Linked DNA regions of Mus musculus: regions 1 and 3 are each linked to region 2. A link is a contact called in public HiChIP or PLAC-seq data. All regions are on one chromosome and are shown on one strand. The core of a region is the stretch at or near the end of the contact, and the rest is flanking DNA. Distances in the headings are between cores, read along the strand shown.

Region 1 (3,431 bases), core at 854-3,353, 140 kb before region 2:
ATTACTTCCCAATCTGTCACCTATCAGCAACGTGTTCTTAGGCAAGGGACGGAACTTCTCTATCTCCACATCTGGGAAATGGGAATTGTAGGCCCAACTCCAGGGGTCATCCGTGTGCCTGTGCATCTTTATGTATATGGTGGTGTGGTGAGTGACTGACCTGTAAGACGCAACATCAGAGCTGGCCAGCGTGGCGCCATCCTTCATTTTCCTTCATTTTCCATCCATCCATCATGAGGTGAGGTCAGTGTTCCATGTCTCCTTCATCCCTACTAGGGCTGCATACAACACACTCTGCCCTAGACTAGACCACCTATAGCTTTGCCTTCTGTCTTCTAGACAGAGGAGCTGGAGGGAGGGGCCTGGGGCCCAGACGCCAGGGTTTGTACAGTCTACAGCTGTAGGCCCCTTCTGAGAAGCACTGTGGGGCAAAGATAAGCATCTCAGGGGTTCTCAAGAAGTCCCTCGCACAGCCGAGCAGCTAAAGCATGCTTTGTTCCAACAGGTGCTAGGAAGTGCTCACATCTGTGTCCGGTTCTGATCTCCCACAGACAGAGCAACCCTGGCAGGGAGGCACCAAGTCCCGTGCACAGCTCTCACTCACTGTGAGATGGCTGTGATCCCCACCACCATACCCAGCCCCATACAAAGCCTGGCACAGACAATGCTTTGATGAGTGTGTGAAGGCAAGTCAGAACCCCAGCCCTCAAGACAGAGAAGCTGGTAGGTAAGTCCACAATAGCGTCCATGAGGCAGTAGTCCCAGAAGCATCAGGATCCCGTATCCATACCCAGTCTTTCTGCCTGGGTGAGTTCGGGAGGCCAGTCGATGATAGGGACCGCCAGGAGACACTGGAAGGAAGTCTCCTTCAATACTTTCTATACACCAGAAAGAAGAGGGGCAGGAGTGGTCAGGAAGGGACTAGCCAAGGCCACACAGCCACTTAGTAGCATAGCAGCATAGTGCTCAAGTCTTTTGCTTTCTGATCACCAGGGTCCTGTCCTCAAGGCCAGCTTATTCTGGCTATTGGGGGAAGAAAAGTGTTCTGAAAACCATAACCAGGGAAAGTGGTTGGGAAGCTGGGATGCAGATCAACATCTGGAGAAAACACAGAGGCTCTATGTATGTCTTTCTTCTTTTACTCATTCATTCATTTATTCATTCACAATTCATTTATTCCTTCCATTCATTCATTCATTCATTCATTCATTTACAATTTCATTCATTCATTCACAATTCATTTATTCCTTCCCTCCCTCCACCCACCTATCCATTCATTCATTCACAATTCATTTATTCCTTCCTCTCATTCATTCAAAATTCACTTATTTGACAGACAAACTCTCTGCAGTCTTCCCAGGTCGCAGCTGGGGCAGGGCTCCAGGAGCGCAGTGCTGAATCTGACCTGCCTGCACCTGCCTCAGAGAAGCTCCCAGAACTAGAGGGCAGGAGTGCTGCCAGGCCATACTACTGTCTGTGAGTGGAACCCGAGGTGGGGCTGGGTGGGCAGAGCAGAGTCTGGAAACAGTTGCACAGACATGTCTTCCTTGGTTATGGCAGAGCTGCTGGGCGCCTCGAGCCAACACGGAGGACTGTGGTCTCCAGGAGTACAGTGAGGAACACAGGCAAGGAGACACTAGGATTCATCTGCAGGCCTGAGAGTATAGCTCAGTTGTAGAATGCCTGCTTGGCATGAATGAAGCTTGGGTTCCATCCTCAGCACCCCTTAAACTGGGCACAGCACCACACAGCTGTGGTTCTGACCCTCAGGAGGCAGGGGCTGTTCAAAGTCATCTTTGGTTACATAGCTAGTTTGAGGTGGGCCTAAGCTTCTTAAGACCCTCCTTAAGCCAATCAATCCATATGATATTTAAGGAAAAGAAAGTCCATCTAGGACCTGCGGGGCCTGAAGTGCTGGTCAGACATCCAGGAGACTCCAGGCCAGGGACAGAGCCTGAGAGGTGTCAGAGTGGACTGTGGTGATGTCCCAGGGTCACTGTGACTGCTGGGCCGTGGAGGGCACAACAGATAGGATAGTACAGCCTGACTCTCTTGATGGAGAGGAAGTTCCTCCCCAGGGGAGCCCAGGCCACTTCCGCCCTCCACTTGGAGCTGGGTGGTGGATAACAGCTGGCCTCAGGCCTTGAAGCCATGGGGCCTTCCTGCTCAGTCACACAGCACACGAAGGAAATAACTTTATTAGTTAGTGGGTGAAAAACAGGAAATGTACGCTGTGACTCGGGCACCGGCCTGGCCTCACTCACATCTAGTTTCTAGGAAACAGATATGTGACCTCAGAGAAGGTTGGTTTTTCTCAGCCATATCTTTCTGGAAACACCGGCCTTTTCTTGGGAAAAAAAAAAAAAAAAGTCCTGTTGGTCCTCCAGACAGTGGGGTAACAGTGACACAGGTCCCCACCCCAACAGAGAACTTACTCTCCATCACAGCACACCCAGACAGGCTTCTATAAGGCACAGGGTCACAATGGCTCATCGCCTGAGCCCCTACTGTGTGCTGTGTGGCAGAAACAAATTGGGTCCATTACTCACCACCACCACAAGAGGAAGACTGTCAAAGTAGGCAAAAAAAAAAAAAAAAAAAAAAAAATCAACTTTAAGAACTTAGGACAGCAAAGCTCTCCTGATAGAGACTAATTGGAGGGCTGTTATTAGGTAGACCCGGTGGGACCATTGCTAGAATGTTACAGAAAGTGGCCCCATTAACGATTCAGCCACTCATGACGAAACAGTCAGAGAGTAGTAACAAGGCTTGAGGGACCAAGTAAACAAAGTAGCCTCTGTAAGATGTTAGCGACTGTGGGAAGAGCAAGCCAAATGCATGGATACAGAAACAGCTGTAATGCTTGGGAAATGGAACCACTTTTAAGGATTTTAAAATTAGTATTAAGTGTGTGTGTGTGTGTGTGTGTGTGTGTGTGCTTATGTGCTCAAGAATGCTGGTGCCCACGGAATCCAGAAGAGGATGTCAGACCTCCTGGAAGGCTCCTGATCCTAACTCGAGTGGAAGCTTGAACAGTTCCTGCTTTTAAAACCTGAGCAGCGGCTCCAGCCCACGGAGCCAAACTTAAGTAAAATACACAGAGATCTCCTCCGCACACTGATAAGAAACTGAGCTGCACTGCAAATCTAAGAAACTCCAAAGACCCCCAGGGTCACGTGAATCATGCTCACTGATAGAATCCAAGGGAAAATCTGAAAGATGAATTTTTTTTTTTAAAAATTAGGAATGGGAAAAAACATGACTTATGTCAAACATATATCTTGAAACTTGATTAAAAATTAATATATGTCCATGAGGAGTTATAAAGTTGCAAGTAAGCAAGTTTAGAAACTTAAAATTTGATATCCTCATACACATCCCAGAACCTGTAACAAACGTTTTACTCAATTTTGAGCGTTGTTTGTATTTGT
Region 2 (3,517 bases), core at 491-2,990:
AGCAGCTCAACAATGTTAAAAGTTCAGAGTTGCTGGAGAGATGGCTCAATGGTTAGATCTGACTGCTCTTCCAGAGGTCCTGAGTTCAATTCCCAGCAACCACATGGTGGCTCACAACCATCTGTAATGGGATCCAATGCCCTCTTCTGGTGTGTCTGAAGACAGCTACAGCGTACTCATATACATAAAATAAATAAATAAAATCTTTTAAAAAAAAGTTCAAAGTCTCTTCTGAGATTCATCCAATCACTTTATTGTAATCCCAATAGCAAGACAGGAAACCAGCTGGGCAAACTCCAAACGCTGCATCTCCATGTCTGATACCGTAGCAGTCGTCAGATCTCCTACTCTCTGAGCATGCTCCCTGCAGAAGGTGGCTGGCAGGGGCCCGACTTCTGGGATTCTACACAGGCAGAGCCATTTCCTCATCAGCACTCTGCTGCAGCTAACTCCACATCTCAGAACTTGTCCTCTTTTCCCTCACCTATAAACTAGCGTTCTTAATTTCCTTTGAATGACCAGATGGACACTCAAATTTCCCCAAGTTCAGGCTGATCCTTCAAAATACTTGCTATAGCTTTGACAGACGTTTTTCTCGTGTTCAGGTTTCCTTTCAGAATGAATCTAATGGTTTCTTTCTCTAAATGTAATTTCTTCAGCCATCCTTCTCACTGTTAACTGCTTGTTCACACAAAGTCCGTGACCTTTTGGATATTTGCATCCGTTCTGTGGGTGACTGGACGACTACTTCATGGATCATCTCAGACATTTTCCCACCCTTCTTTAAACCTTTTGTGCCAGTCAAATACTCAAGCCCTCGACACCACTTCACCCCCATACGCTTCTTTCAAAAGTGGTGGGTCTTACTTGCAGACGTGTTCGATTTTACGCAAAATTTGATACTTTGTTCTAAATAGCGGCCACTCATTTTGAAACAAAACCATACAGGAACGTTATCAGGCCAGGACTGTGAGAAGCCTGAGGTAAAAATCTCTAGGGTGCTGCTGGCCTAATCATTGCACTATTCCTGCCTCTCTGGAAACCACCAAGGAAGTTACTGCTTTTCTGAGCTTTTACCCTAGCGTCTAGTCAAGGTGTGCGGCTAGCAATCTAGCACTAATTCGGTCACAGAGTAACCGGAAGGCAAAACGGGTTAAAAATTAAATCCTCTACAACTCATGTTTGCGTTCAACCCGCGAGTTGTTTCAAAGCAATCGCAAGGGTCATCCCGAATCTGTTGCCTTTAAGAGTCTACGGTGACTCACGCAATGGACGCATGAACCGTGACAACTTTTACACAAGCCGGGCAGACGCAGCCGTGAAGTAACGTTCTAGCTTGCCCTGGATCTGCAGGAACCCGCACACAGCAAACCTACCCGAATAACCCGGGGTTGCGCTCGCCAGTCCCGGGGAGACTACAGCGCATGCGCAATTCCTTCCTTGCGCGGGTTGGGTTGTGCGCATGTGCATTGAGACTACGCAGCTGGCCCGACCCTCTCGAGTGCGCATGCCCGCCCGCAGGGACGGTCGCCTGCGAAGAGGGCGGGGGCGGATAGCTGAGGGAAGAGAGGGCACCCTCCAGCGCCAGGGTGCATTGTGGGAAGGAGGCGGTAGCGTCCCGGGCGGGCTGGAGGTGCAGCAGCGGCGGCGGCGGCGGTAAATCCTCCCGGCCGCACACAGCACTGTGGAGCCGCGGCCCCAGCCCAGCCTCGGCCCGCGCGCCCCTCCTGCCCCTCGCGGCTTCGCGCGCCAGCCCCTCCTCCGCGCGCGGCCTTGCGGAGCCGGCCGGCCGGCCCAGCTCCCCTCCCCGGCCCCGCGGGGCGGCCGCGCTGCCCTGACGAGGCGGGGAGGGGAGGGCTGGACCGGCCGGCGGCCGGACGACCATGCCGAACTTCTGCGCTGCCCCCAACTGCACACGGAAGAGCACGCAGTCTGACCTGGCCTTCTTCAGGTTCCCGCGGGACCCGGCCAGGTGAGTGGGGCGCGGAAGCTTCAGGGACTTGCGCGCACGTGCGCTCGCGGGCACCCGGCCCAGTGGGTGCCACCCGGGGGCGCGAAGGCGGATGAAGTGGGCGCTTAGCGCCTTTGGTGGTCCGACGCGGTTCCTTAGCTGTCAAAGAAGTAACCCTTCTCCAGGGCTGTGTTCCCAGGGGCCCTGCCTTCCCCCGCGTCACTGGTCTCTTCTAGGACAGTGTTTCTGTTTGGAGGCGAGCCGCTTTCTTTGATCTTAAATCAGGTCACAACTGCCTCCTTCGGACTTGTCAACCCAGTGTTCAAATGCCGACCGTTACTCATTGTCTCCCTTGGTTGTTGGGACCACAGAGGACAAGTGTGAGGGCGTGGGAATATGGTATTGCAACTTCACTTTTCCTTGGGGTAGTTTATAATCTGGGACGTAGTCTGAGAATCATAGGGACTTAGTGTGATAGACTGCAGGTAGTTCTCAGAGCTCTCCTGTTGGCTCATTCGTTTAAAAATCAGTGCTTAACCATGTTTGAAGTACTCATGTCAGGTGCTGGAGACTCGAGTGAATTTTGTCACGGACGGCAGAAAGCACCTAATCCACAGAGAGAGAGAGCAGATCTATCAACGAGCGCTGAATATAGCATGATATTAATTGAGCAAATATTTATTGAAAGCCGACAGTTGGTAGAAATTGGTCAGAGTATGAGAGTGGGTAACATGAACCAATGAAAATCCCTCTTCTCAGAGGTTACATTCAAGTCTTGGGAAATTGGCAAGTAAAATATTTATAATACCGTGTCCAATAATGAAAAATATCCTGAAGAAAAATACAGCAGGGGTTGGAAGGGCTTTTAGCTAGGGAACAGGTGGAAAGATAGCTCAATGCTGAAGAGCACTTATACTCGCAGAAGGCCTGGGTTCTATACCCACATTAGGTGACTTCAGTTCCAGGGGATTACACAACCTCTTCTGGCCTTCCTGTGTACCAGGTATGCTCAAAGTGCAAAACGCTCGTGCATATACCAGAGCAGATTAAAGAAAAAAGCATAGCCAGGGAGCTGAGCAGTGGACATTGTCTGTTATCCCAGCGCTGAGGAGGCAGGGAGAATTGAGATTTGAAGCAGGCCTGGGTTAGAGTAAGTTCCAGGCCAGTTAGGGCTGTAGTGTGAGTCTTGTCTCATGAACCCGTTTAAAAAAAAAAGTATAAAAAACGGAGGCACAGTTTCTATTTTAAACATAACAGAAAAAAGTCTCACCATAATGAATCTGAACAACAACAAAAAAAAATTGAATTGGGGAAGGGGAGAGCTGTGCAATATGTTGGAAAAGCATCTGGAAACAGTAAGAGTGAAGTCAAGGCATGCTTGCTGATGAGGTTTATATGGGAGACGGAAATTGTTTAGGAAATTGTTGTCCATGGAAGATATTCTGGTGGTTATCCTGAGTGAAGTGGGAGAGTTTAGAGCTGCAAGAGTTCTTAACAGGATTTTTGGCTGCTTGTTAGTTGTAGGGAAGTAAAGATATGAGCAGGAAGACCAAGGGAAGACTGTTG
Region 3 (3,692 bases), core at 215-2,714, 250 kb after region 2:
CACATCATTACTTTCCAGACTTACATAAATAAAAGGGAATAAAAGATTTGGAGATAAGTTCACAGAACTCCACTACATTAAGTTTTCAATAACTGTCCATAAATCTGTTAACTACTTAAGCTTTGAAGGCTAATTTTAGGTCATGTATCACAGAGGCTAAATGCCTGCTTTCTGGATGTCAAAGCTCAAGTTTATGCACATAAGTTAGCTGACAATTTTTCCAAGTGCATATGCTGTCTAGGAACCCATACATTCACAATGTATTTGAGAAAGATGTATTTCAATTATGAAATTGAAAAAAATCACTTCAGTTCATCATCTTGCCCAGTTTCGGAGAACAGAAAGGCAATTCAGAGTTTCTCAGTCACAGGAGAAAGTATGGCCTTCAGTGGAGGAAACTCCAAAGATGCTGAGCTGACAGCAACCGGTGTAACATCCAGCCCTGTGTAATCCCTTTTAATTAGCAGCAAGGGTTGGTTCCCCAGTCTGACCAGTCATTTGGACCTGACCTCTGACAGGTCCTTACACGCCATCGAAATCTCATTTTATTTTACAGCCTCATATTTGTTATTGGGCTAATCTTTACCTGTTCTACATCACACAACAGCTCAAATATTTGAATGGCCCGGCAATAAATTCCCATGGTCCCCCTGGGTCAGTCAGATGTTAGCTGTTAAGTAAAGCTAAAAGGATCTCTGCTTCATAAATCTCCTTCAGGGCCCACATTTGCTCTTACAGGAGAGGCTTTCAAGCCCAAACATCTTTATAGCTATGTGCAGTGATTTATTAACTCCGCCTTGTTTTATCCAGAAAGATCAATCACATATGTATCAATAAGCCGGTGTGCTGGGGACGGCCTTTTATTGTACATATAACCACCTGCCTTTAATACAAACTCCAAGCTAAAGCTTTGGTAAGCGATTGCTGGATTTTAACAACCTTCACCTGTTTCTAATTTGGTAGAAAACATATGGTTTAGCTCTGCTAGTTTGTTCTAAGCCAGTCTTTCCTCTTTCGGGCCCAACAATATAAAAGAAAACAAATCCAGGGTGCAAACCCCTACATTCGAACACACACACACACACACACACACACACACACACACACACACACACACACACACACACACACACACACACACACACACACACTCTGCACAACTGCCTTGAGAAGCATTTCTCACAAATAATAGAGGGATGAATTCTCTGGAATATGAAATTATTACATTTCTTTGAAAAACTAGATGTGTCCAACACTACTCTTGAGAATTCTAAAAACTATGTTTAAATTGAATATGACTACTTTATCTCAGTACTTCGAAAAAAGGATAACAGCTATATCTCACTGCCTGTGCGGTCGGCAGAGAGTGGAGTAGTTTACATTGGGCCAGGCATAACTAAGTTTTTCTTCTCCCTTCCCTCATCCCTCTCTAAATTAGACCCAAAGTTTGGAAGGCAGGGAGCCAGGGGAGAGTGCACAACAACCTAACCCAGCATGGTAAAGTCAATAACAAAATTAAGAGTGTCTGGGTGCGAGGGCAGGAGAAAATCCCCAGGAAAAAGTGACTAATAGAAATGTCTAGCAGAGCAGGAGTCAGCCCCGCCTCCCGCAGCTCCCCCAGACTTCTTTCCTGCCCCCCCCCCCCCAGGACTTAATTCTGGCCGCGGCTGGCAGGGCATCTCAGATTCCGGTCCTCCTTGTCTGAGGCCTGCTGCAAGTGTCTGTCCTGACGCCTTTACAGATCCAAGCCTCTCTTGCACTGCGAAGCGCACGCACACCCTGGGGCAGCAGGAATGAGGCTTTGCTTGACACTCGCATGCTACCTCAGCTGCCTGGGGCCCAGTACTGAGTAAATGCTCATCCAACAGTTCCAATTCATCTACCAACAAACGAATGAAATCACACTTTAAACAATTAATGCTTACTTGTACAAAAATGATGCATGTATGTGGCTTTAAGAGTCTGAAGTGTTTTTACAAGCTTGATGGTTAAATCAAAATCCACTTACATGTTTACTAGCTAAAATACAGGAACTCTATCCCCAGTTCCTAGATGCCAGAACCAATTACTCTTAACCCGTTAAGTCCCGCCCTGAGTTGTACTCTCGTTGTGATTAATACCCTTCTTGGCCTGTTTGATTGTGAGGTTTAAAAATGACCTGACAATCCATGGGGAAAAAACGAGACTCTAGCTCTATTATATTTCACCCCTCTTCTTCCCCAACACCCACATGTCCTTTTGCCTTCACTCTTAGGACAGTTACCACCACAGCTTGGCTTACATCAACAAACGATCCTACACTATTACCACTACAAAGAGATCAGAAGAGATTACTTTGATCCAAGACACACAATCTATAATCCGATATATAATCCGTGCAGTCCTTTTTCTTAAAGTTGGCTTTCCTGAGTTCATAGGCAGCTACCTAGGTTTATTGTTTTCTTCTTTCACTGCTAAGTTTGTCTGTGTCTAATTTCTTTCCAGATCTGAAAGTGATGTAACTCTTCTCTTGCTGGGATGAAGGCCTTCCGTGGTTCTTTGGTTCCTTTTTCTCCAAGTCCTCCATTCCCTGGCTCCACTGGTCCAAGGGAGCTGAGGTGTTGTGTCCCTCTATCCTCTGACCCCTCCGGGGGTTCTATCTCTTGATGATGGCTCCCTCTTACCCACCTTATGCCTGTGTGCTAACAGATTCCGCCTTCCAGCAGCTTCCTAGGAGAGGTGAGGAGATAGCTTTCTTCTTTTTAGGTTTGTTAAGGGAGCAAAGGTCTAGCACCTCCTTATAGGACAAGGACAGACCAAAGGACGACTCTACCAAAGTCCAACTTGGGGAGCCAGCGAGTTTTCTGGGCTTACTGACAGCACAGGTGACCCCAGAGTAGCCACACCATTGGAAAGCATCACCCAGCATTGACACCCGTGAGGCCTTGAAAATTAATGAGGGAAAATTATTTCTACAGCCTAGACTTATCTGTTAAAGTAATTATGAACCCACTGCATGGGTAGTGTGCTTGTGTGTGTGTGTGTGTACTTTTCAGACATGTAGGTCTTTGTTGTTGAGCATTGTCCACTGAGCAAGACCACTATCAGAACTGACTCGAAGGTGACCCTCAGGGTCAGGTCTGGGGAGGGTCCTTGCACCCTCATATGACATTCTCACTGCCCTCTCCTGTACCTCACAGCCAGTTCTAGGTAATTTGGTTCTGATTTCACATGGGAAATGCTAGAACGTGGATGTCACGTCTTTTTTTTTTTTAATATTTTTTATTACATATTTTCCTCAATTACATTTCCAATGCTATCCCAAAAGTCCCCCATACCCTCCCCCCCACTTCCCTACCCACCCATTCCCATTTTTTTTGGCCCTGGTGTTCCCCTGTACTGGGGCATATACAGTTTGCGTGTCCAATGGGCCTCTCTTTCCAGTGATGGCCGACTAGGCCATCTTTTGATACATATGCAGATAGAGTCAAGAGCTCCGGGGTACTGGTTAGTTCATAATGTTTTTCCACCTATAGGGTTGCAGATCCCTTGAGCTCCTTGGGTACTTTCTCTAGCTCCTCCATTGGGGGCCCTGTGATCCATCCAATAGCTGACTGTGAGCATCCACTTCTGTGTTTGTTAGGCCCCGGCATAGTCTCACAAGAGACAGCTTAAGACAAGGGCTTCTGTGGGACTAAGCAGCCGAGTGCTGC

What was found. HiChIP or PLAC-seq counts read pairs in DNA pulled down with a chosen protein or histone mark.
Region 1: an H3K27ac HiChIP or PLAC-seq map of CD8 T cells shows a contact between it and region 2, with 11 times the contacts expected there. The contact joins the enhancer-like site here to the promoter of Thap12 in region 2. A contact is called at or near these places in 1 of 39 promoter capture datasets (pre-B cells), 1 of 484 Hi-C or Micro-C datasets (nephron progenitors), 2 of 115 datasets of contacts at active chromatin or transcription factors (CD8 T cells and thymic regulatory T cells) and 2 of 9 other capture datasets (adipose tissue and liver).
Region 3: an H3K27ac HiChIP or PLAC-seq map of the NIH/3T3 cell line shows a contact between it and region 2, with 4 times the contacts expected there. The contact joins the enhancer-like site here to the promoter of Thap12 in region 2. A contact is called at or near these places in 1 of 39 promoter capture datasets (cranial neural crest), 3 of 115 datasets of contacts at active chromatin or transcription factors (the NIH/3T3 cell line, embryonic forebrain and embryonic limb bud) and 2 of 9 other capture datasets (adipose tissue and embryonic stem cells).

The regions. Positions count from the first base shown.
Region 1 is chr7:98,562,683-98,566,113 of GRCm38.p6, forward strand. No RefSeq gene overlaps it. Among named protein-coding and RNA genes, the nearest start is that of Gm23040, 57 kb to the left of the region's middle. Within about 2 kb of position 2,104, at least 80 of the 459 cell types and tissues checked have an H3K27ac peak or open chromatin away from gene starts, as enhancers often do. A contact at or near this core is called in CD8 T cells, adipose tissue, pre-B cells and 1 more, where this site is marked.
Region 2 is chr7:98,701,507-98,705,023 of GRCm38.p6, forward strand. Thap12 (THAP domain containing 12) reads left to right here and starts at 1,741. Exons shown (of 5, transcript NM_028410.2): 1 at 1,741-1,972. The coding sequence starts at 1,884. Gm15506 (predicted gene 15506) reads right to left here and starts at 1,422. Exons shown (of 1, transcript NR_144495.1): 1 at 1-1,422. It also overlaps the pseudogene LOC108167485.
Region 3 is chr7:98,956,732-98,960,423 of GRCm38.p6, forward strand. The region is part of intron 12 of Uvrag (UV radiation resistance associated gene); the gene reads right to left. Among named protein-coding and RNA genes, the nearest start is that of Gm33827, 82 kb to the left of the region's middle. Within about 2 kb of position 1,465, at least 23 of the 459 cell types and tissues checked have an H3K27ac peak or open chromatin away from gene starts, as enhancers often do. A contact at or near this core is called in embryonic limb bud, where this site is marked.